2 separate regions of the Sus scrofa genome follow, and region 2 is linked to region 1. The links are chromatin contacts, called in public Hi-C maps. All regions are on one chromosome and are shown on one strand. The core of a region is the stretch at or near the end of the contact, and the rest is flanking DNA. Distances in the headings are between cores, read along the strand shown.

What was found. A called contact is a pair of places that touch in the nucleus more often than the background predicts.
Region 2: a contact with region 1 is called in a Hi-C map of skeletal muscle, with 4 times the contacts expected there. The contact joins the promoter of LOC110260907 here to the enhancer-like site in region 1. A contact is called at or near these places in 2 of 47 Hi-C or Micro-C datasets (embryonic fibroblasts and skeletal muscle) and 2 of 2 datasets of contacts at active chromatin or transcription factors (alveolar macrophages and skeletal muscle).

Annotation. Positions count from the first base shown.
Region 1 is chr6:6,641,604-6,645,831 of Sscrofa11.1, forward strand. No RefSeq gene overlaps it. Among named protein-coding and RNA genes, the nearest start is that of PLCG2, 41 kb to the left of the region's middle. Within about 2 kb of position 1,903, at least 52 of the 83 cell types and tissues checked have an H3K27ac peak or open chromatin away from gene starts, as enhancers often do. A contact at or near this core is called in alveolar macrophages, embryonic fibroblasts and skeletal muscle, where this site is marked.
Region 2 is chr6:6,831,599-6,835,826 of Sscrofa11.1, forward strand. It overlaps LOC110260907 (wiskott-Aldrich syndrome protein family member 1-like), which reads right to left and starts at 2,160. Exons shown (of 1, transcript XM_021093762.1): 1 at 1-2,160. The coding sequence starts at 2,018. The coding sequence ends at 891. All of the region lies in intron 1 of CMIP (C-Maf-inducing protein), which reads right to left.

The DNA.
Region 1 (4,228 bases), core at 653-3,152:
CGCTGGTCCGAGGCCTCATTTGTCATGACTGATTACGTCAGAATCACCTGGAAGCTTTAAAAAATACCGGTGGGGAAACAACCCAAATGTCCCCAGACCAATGAAGAGCTAAACTGTAGGTCAGGGAGGTGTGAGTTTCCAGGAGTCACAAGGGCACCAAGAAGGAAGCAATCCTGAGACAGTTTCCCACTATCATCCCATCCAAAAGGGAGACACCACCCCACCCCACCCCGAGGCAGGAAGCAGTGGGAGATGGGCCTCAGGAGGAGGCAGCCTCGGGGAATGCACACGGGGACCCTCACTTCTGCGGCCCCCACCCTGTTCCTCCCAAAGCACACATTTGGGCTATGAGCACACGCGTGTACCAAAAAAAAAAAAAAAAAAAAAAAAAAAATCCTGTCATTTCAGTCAACAAAGTTGCCATCAAGCCATCAGCTAATGATGCATCTTTTTTTTCTTTTTTTTCCCTTTTTTTAGGGCTACACCCATGGCATATGGAGGTTCCCAGGCTAGGGGCTGAATCCGAGCTGTAGCTGCCGGCCTACGCCAGAGCCAGGGCAACGCGGTATCTTAGCCTCATCTGGGACCTACAGCAATGCTGGATCCTTAACCCACTGAGTAAGGCCAGGGATCGAATCCACAACCTCATGGATCTCAGTCAGGTTCATTAGCCACTGAGCCACGAAGGGAACTCCTAATGATGCACCTTGAGGGGAATCGGGGCTGGAGAAAAACAGGGTACTTGGCCCTAGAGAGTTAAGGATGCCTATCAAAGGAATGATTTCATCAAGCCCAGACTCCAGCATCTCCCCATACATAGAAAGGCACCAAAATCATTAATTTACAATGTCCGGTTTGAGCGATTAGCAGTAGTCTTTTATAATCTCTCTACTATATGTTTTTGCTTCTTTTCCTCCCCCCGCCCGCAAAACTCCTGTGTATCCTGGCTCCTCCATGTCCCCTAAGGACAGTCCCTCAGCGCTGAGAGGCTGCCTTCTTGGCCTCAGTCATGGCCTCACATAAAACAACTCCCAAATTCTAGCTAGTGCTTTTGTGCTTTTTTTTTTTTTTTTAATCAGCACCTCCGTGGCCAGCCAACAATGACCAGACAAGGTCAAGGACAAAAACACTTTAGTCCGCATCTACCTTCAAGCTTTCTTTCCCCCCCACCCCACTTAGGAGGAGGTAGGGACTCAGGAAGGGGAAGAGGCATGAAATGAAGGTGAAATTTAAGTTCTCAAGTAGCCTGGACATTTTGCTACCAAAGGTGTCTTTAAGAAACTGGAGGAAGTCTCTCGTGCCACCGCGGTGGCTTGGGTTCAGTCCCCGGCCCGGGGAACCTCCAGAAAAAGAAAGAGAAATTGGAAAGAAGGCCATCGGGAAACAAGATTTAGAGACAAAGAGAACCGCGTTTCCCCGGCAGGCTCCATCCCTGTGCAGGGGGCCAGCTCCCCTCGCTGGGTCCGGGCTGAGGATCCCAGGAGCTGGCAGTGTTCGGAGGCCTCGGGAAAGGTTCCTTAACCAAGGGCCATTAGAGATAAAACAACGGCGCTAGGAGTGTGGGGGCGCGGGGGGGCCGCTACTGGGGGAAGGGCCGCGGAGGAGGCCGGAGCCGTTTTACGCCAAGGCATCTCCCTGACTGCAAGAGAGGAGATGTGTCTGGTCGACGGGCTTCGGGGTGCGGATGGAGGGTTGGAGGGAGCCCCTCCTGGTACTGGCACCCTGCCCTCTCGCGGGCCGCCCTCGGGGGCAGAGCCATAGGCCTGGGGGGTGGGGGTGGGGTCCAGGGCTGTCTCGCAGCTTCCCTCAACCCCGCAGAGCCGTCCCCGCCAGCCCGAGGGTCTCCTGAAGCTGCAACACGTGCGGATGGCAGCGGGGGTCTCCATGGCAACACTGACGTCACGGGCCCGGAGTCCCCGAACGCTGCCTTCCGCCCCCAGCTCGGCCTGGTGCAACCCCAGCCTCGTTCTGCAGCAGCTGGGACATCTGGGGCGTTAGAGCTGCTGCCCTGCCCTCCTCTCGGTCTTGTCCTGGCCACTAGAGGCAGACAGGTGTGCACTGAGCCAGAAAGGTGTGAGCCGAGCCAGCCGCCTTCCGATCCCGGCTTCCTCCCGGCCCTTTGTCCTCAGCCCGCTCTCCGCCGGCTGCTGGCGAAGCAGCCTTTACTTCCTGTTTCAGTAACAGGAAGCTCCCTCCCGGGGAGAAAGCACATTTTAAGAGAATGCGGGAGGAGGAGCTAGGTCCCTCCCACCTCAACCTCTGCTCCCTCTGGTCCCTTCCACTGAAAGCCCAGGGCTTATGGAAACTACTCCCAAATTATCATATCCCCCTTCCCCAAGACTCAGCCTCTGCTCTGGAACCTTCTACTGCGAGGACTAGGACCTAAGGGGCCCTGCCTGTCTCTCCTGCTGCCAGGGACCCCACACTTCTGCCTCCTAAGAGTCTGTTCCTTCCAAGGCCAGACACTGCCTCAGGGCCTCCGCCCTTGCCCTTCCTCTGCCTGGATGGCTGTTCCCTCCTCCATCTCCCTCCCGGCTGGCCATTTTGGGCTCGCTCCATTTTAGCTCTGTGCACCACTGTTGTGTGCTTACAGGTTTGTGGGAGCTCCCTGGTGGCTGAGCAGGTTAAGGATCTGGTGTTGTCACTGCTGTGGCTCAGATCGCTGCCAGAGCTCGGGTTCAATCCCTGGCCTGGAAACTTTCTCATGCCATGAGTGCAGCCAAAAAAAAAAGCTGTGTGGGATTATTTGTCTAATGGCTGCCTCTTCCCTGACTGTATGCAGTGGAGGCAGTGTGCCAGGCACACAGGAGGTGCTTAATGTATACTTTTTTTAAAAAACTGGCTTATTGAGACATAATTCACATACCATACAATCCACCTAAGTCAAGTGTACATATGGTTTTTAGCTTATTTACAGAGCTGTGCAGGCAACACCACAGTCGATGTTAGGTGTTGTCATCACTAAAAAGAAACCTCTACCCCGCAGCTCTCACTGGCCTTTCCCCGACCCCTCGGCCCTAAGCAACTCTTAGCTGACTTTCTGCCACCATACATTTCCTGTGCTGGACGCTCAGATGGCTGGAGTCTTATAATTTGTGGACCTGACCATCTTTCACTCAGCAGCGTTTTCAAGGTTCTTGCTCAGTGAATGAATGAAGGGGTGTCTGAATGGAAGGCTATGGGAAGCGGAGGAGAGGGGCTCTCCTGGGTGGGATGATGGGCACTGGGTGGAAGGACCTGGGTCTGTTATGGGATCCACATCTCACAGGGCACAGACTCTGAGTGAGACAGTGGCTGAGCCGCCCCAGATACACACTTGATTGTCTTCAGCTTGATGTCAAGATTCCAGGCTCGCTGCCCAGCCTCTGACGTTAGATGTAGGTCGGATGGGCAGCCCACCGCCCCTCGTTCGCTTGCAGAGCTGCTTTCCTTTCTTCTTCCTTTTTTTCCCTCTCTTTTTAGGGCCACGCCTGTGGCACATGGAGGTTCCTAGGCTAGGGGTCCAATTGGAGCTGCAGCTGCCTGCTTATGCCACAGCCAGAGCCACGCCAGATCTGAGCTGCTTCTGTGACCTACACCCGCAGCCTGTGGCAATGCTGGATCCTTAACCCACTGAGCAAGACCAGGAATCAAACCCTATCTTCTTGGATATTAGTCGGGATTCTAACCCACTGAGCCACAATGGGAACTCCTTTCTTTGGGTTGGAATTTTTCATTCATTCATTCATACCATGTAAATGCATGGTTATGATCTACAAGTCTTTACCTTAAATATGAATATACTTTGCTTTTCAAAAATCAACTAAAATAGACAAAGGCTTTCCAGGGGGACTTGAGGCCACACCCGTGAACCTGGCGGCTCTGGACATCAGGGCTGCAGGAGCCCCCCACACCCACCAGGGGGTCCAGCCTGGGTGCCTTCCCTGTGTCGGTCCCTCCCAGACAGCTCTGGGGTGGTCTTGAAACGGAGCAGGAGCCTGCGAGCGGCTGCCCTCACCCGACAAGCCCTTCCTGGGTTCCGTTTTTCTTAATTTGTAGGAAATCGGCTTCATTCAGCCTCCTTGACGTTCCCTGACTTCCAAAGGGCAGCCCCGGACAGTTGCTAACCCGGGAAGGGTCAGAACACAGAGACGAGGAGGAGCAGTCAAGAGGCTGCAGCGCAGCCACGGGCCAGGGTCCTGGTTCCTCCTCAAGGAACAGACCTAGCAATACCTTTGAATTCTTCGGC
Region 2 (4,228 bases), core at 910-3,409, 190 kb after region 1:
GCACAACGGGGCTGGGTAGTAGCGGCTCCTAGGGCTCCGGCGAAGACCACGCTGCTCCTGTTAGCATCTGCAAAGCCTGCATATGGGACCTAGCATGTGGGAGGTGCACTACACATAACAGAATATTTTATTTAATAACAGACAACAAAATTCTCCTATCGCCCCCAGGGGATTACTAGAATCATCGCTGTTTCACAAATAAGGAAACCAAGGCACAGAGGGGTTCCGTAACCGCTGAAGTTCGTGGCAGAGTGGACGCGAACCTAAGACCCAGGCCCCGTCCTAGGGCACCAGCAGTCCTGGCTCTGGCCCCACTCCACCCCACCCCCGACACTGGGGAGTGGGACACTGCCTCTCCCCATCTCAGCATTTAGGACACAGGTCAAGTAAAGGTGCAGAAAGGACAGAATCCACACGTGGCACATGGCACTGCCAGAGCTCACCCTCAGGCCCAAGAGGCGGCCGACTTAGAGGCTGTGTGGCATTTGCGAATTCCAGAGGCACCAGTCCCATAGGAAGGGCACTGCTGCCTAGGTCACAAGCCAGCGTTCCCCTTTTCCCCTCTAGCCAAGTTACTCGATCTCAGAAATTCCTTTGCAAGACAAGACTGAAATGCAATCTCCAACCCTGTCGGGCCCAGTGGAATTTCACCAACACAAATTGCCGAGTTCTCCAGGAAAACGGAGGAAGCCTGCCTGAAGTTTCAGATTCTTGGTAGGTCTTAGAAAGCTCCAGCACTCGAGTGGCTCCTGGAAGCGGCAGGAAGTGGTTTGCCTTTGCTTATTTTCCAAAGGATAACCACCAGATTTGCTCATAAAAACTTTGTAACCAACTGGCAAAGGACACCTGTGCAATCAAGTGATTTCTCAGTTCCTTAGGGCTTTCTTTTGTTAATTCAATTCAAAGAAGTAGTGCTCAGGGCTGGACAAAGTGCTCAGCACACAGAAAAACAAGAGGGAGAAAAAGAGAGGGGGGAGGGAAAGGGGGAGGGGAGGGAAAGGGGGGAGGGCAGCAGAGCATCTTGATGAAGAACCAAAATTCACCAAAAGCAAAGTTACAAGGTCAGGGAAAGCCCACGGCTCTGGGAGCAGCAGTGCTCGGGCAGCACCAGCCATCAGCTGGAACAAAGGGCCAGGCCTGGAGCTGGCAGCACACGGGAGGGAGGGAGAGAGGGAGGAGGCACGGAGACCAGGAGCGGCCGGTGACGGCTGAGTGCAGAGGGAGGACCTGGGCCCTGGCTCCTGGCTGGGAACGTCTGGAGAGGGAAAGAGTGGATACGGGGGTGAGCCAAGCAAGGCGCAGAGACAGGTAAAGGTGCCGGTGACCCAGGGCGGAGGCCAAGGACGCTGGGGTCTTGGCTCGAAGTCTGGGTACTTCTGATGAGGCCAATTCAGGAGAGTCTCGCCCAGGCCCACAAGCCCAGGCTTGAAACTGGGCAGGGCTGGGAGCCGCTGACGGTCAGACGCAGAAGCCCAGCGGGGTGGGGGCGGGCAGATGAGCTGGAAGGGAGGCGAGGGACAAGTGCCTGGAAGAGAAGGGCCAGAGGAGGAAATGCGTTTCCTGCCAGGAACACGTGGGAGGCCTCCGGTCCAGTCACTCTGCTCCCCGGGGATGCGTCCTGTCCCCAGCCCAGTGCAGCCTGGAGGAGCCCAGATTCCTGGGGTGCGGACCAGCCCAGAAGATGGGCGGGAAGGGAGCCCAGTGGGGGCTCTGGCAGAGGGAAGAGCTCTGGGGCTCCAGGCCCCCCACAGAGCCAGCAAGCGGGTGAGCAGGGGTGGCCGAGGCAGGCGAGTCCAGACCCGTAGATTCACTTCCCTCTCCAGCGGACTGAGAGTGAGGAAATGGAGAACAATCTGGAAGGGGCTCTGGGAAAGGGAGCTGGAGCCTGGGACTTGAGATGGAGACTGAGGGCCCATGTGAGCGTGTACGTATGTGTGTGTGAGTGGTGTGCGTGTGCAGACACAAGCCTGTTCTCCAGCACCTGAGTCCTTCCGCGCACATGGAGGTTGTGCACCCATGACCTGGAGAACGTGGTCTCGTGTGCACACTGAGAAGGTGTACCCACGCCTGCACGCATTTACACGGTGAGCCCGGCGCAGGCCCACACACCTTCACGGGCACGGCATCAGATCGGGTTCAGAGCCGTGGAGGGGGACTGAATCTTGGCCTACACTGCACGGACGTGTGGCCTTGGGCAAGTGACCTAAGTTCTCCAGGGCTGTTTGCTCATCTGGACGATGGGCTAATAGAAGTGGGCGTCTCAGTGTCGTTAGGGGGTGAAACGAATTCGCAGTTGTAAAGCACCTAGATGGGCCTGAGCAAACGCTACATACATGTGTGGTGAAGAAATAAACCCTTGCCTGCAGATGAGCGCTTACACAGCTAGGCGTGGACACCTGGGGACACCCGAGAGGTGTGCCCAGTGGAGGAAGGACACATAAGGGCAACTGCACACGCGGGCAAGGAGACGCTTGGTGTGCAGGCATGTGCCATTCTGGAACACGTGTGCTACCTGTACCCACGATGCCCGATGCCCAAGGGAGGAAGTGTGTGCGACGGCCCAAGACACGTGCTGCTCATGGGTCAGTGGGAAGACACGTGTGTACGCGTGCGGGCGCGCAAGGGATGCCTGGGGAGCACGCATGCGCGCGGGCCGCCCCCACCCGTGGTGAAAGGCAGCTCTGAGCAGCCTGGGCCGTCACCAGTGGCCAGATGCCCAGAAGGACCCCTCGGGCCAACTGGCAGTGGGGAAAGGTAACCCACGCCATCAAGGCCGGCGACAAGGACCACGTCTGCTTCAACCTGGTGCCTCAGCAAGTTTTACAGGAGGGTCGGAAAGGGGGAGCGCGAGCAGGGGAGGGACAGAGACACGACGGTACGCGGGCCACCCACTGGACACACACGCATTATTTCCTTTAACCCTCCCGGCAGCCCTGGGAGGAGTGGCACCCTCGTTTTCTCCGATGAGGAAACAGATGAAGTAATTTGCCCAGAGACCCTCGGCTTTGTATCTGTGGCTGCCCCCTCCGCCGCTGCGCTGTTCTGAGAATGAATGGGCGAACGAGCGAACACACGGGCAGGGATGAATGAACAGAGAACAATGGCAAGGAAACCGAAACTTAGTGTCCAGAGGAGCCACAGCAAAGGGAAGCACTGGCCTAGCAGGCACATGCCACACTTGAGAAGGACCCACGTGGCAGAGGGTAGGCGGAGGCTCCAGGCCAGGCTCCACCAGCCCAGAGCCAAGGCAGGCCTGGCATCTCCATGACGGGGCCTCAGTGTAAATTCTGAAAACTGGTGTCCGTGCCACTCACCTCCCCTGGGGTTTGAGGTGAGCCAGGTGCCAGCTACCCAGCCCCCCAGGGGCTGGGACATCGCGGGGAGGATGTGCTATCACGTGACTTCTCAAAGTGTGCTGTGCAGAGTTCAAGCCAATGACAGCGAGAGGAAGTCCCCTTGTCCCCGGAGACCCTTCCAGAAGCTGCCAGCTGGGTTCAGGGGCTCTGTGGAAATGGTCCCTTAGGCCCCCAGCCTACCACACTTAGCAGTCCTGACTTCAGGTGGCCCTGGACAAGTGGCTCAACCTGGCGGGGCCCCAAGCTCTTCCATGGGGGCAAGGATCGATCCCCCAGTAGGGGTTGGGGTGGGAGGCCCCACACGGGGCTGAGAGCAGAGCTCATGAGACACGTGGCAGGTCCTCCCACGGGAGGCCATTCTTATAAATGGCAACCATCCAGGGGCCCCGGACACCCCTTAAAGTACATCCGTGATCTACTTTCAGGGCCTTGTCCAACTCCCAGCTCACCTGCCACTACGGGAGCAGGTGGCCCCAGGCACTGCTTCCAACGGGTGCTGGTTTCTCCCTCCTACACCTGCTGCTCGCCCCTGCCCGCCTCTCTGTTTAACAGAATGTTCTTCTTGGGCTCTGACCATTTTCACTGAGAGTGCTGGTTTTCAAACTGCGTCCCCTGGAGCCTCTGAATGGGTCCCGGGGGTCCCTGTGGGGCTGACCTTTACCTCGACCTGGACAGTACGGCCTTATGAACCTTCTCTTGTGAGGAAGAGCCCTGAGGCTGAAATCACACAAAGGTTTATTACCCAACTGCACATCACAAAACCCTTTCTTGCAGAAGCCCTGCACCCCCCCCCCCCCGCATGCATCCATTCATTTTACTCATTTATCCATTTCCTGACAGTCTCCCTCAACTAGTACGGACCACAAAGGCAT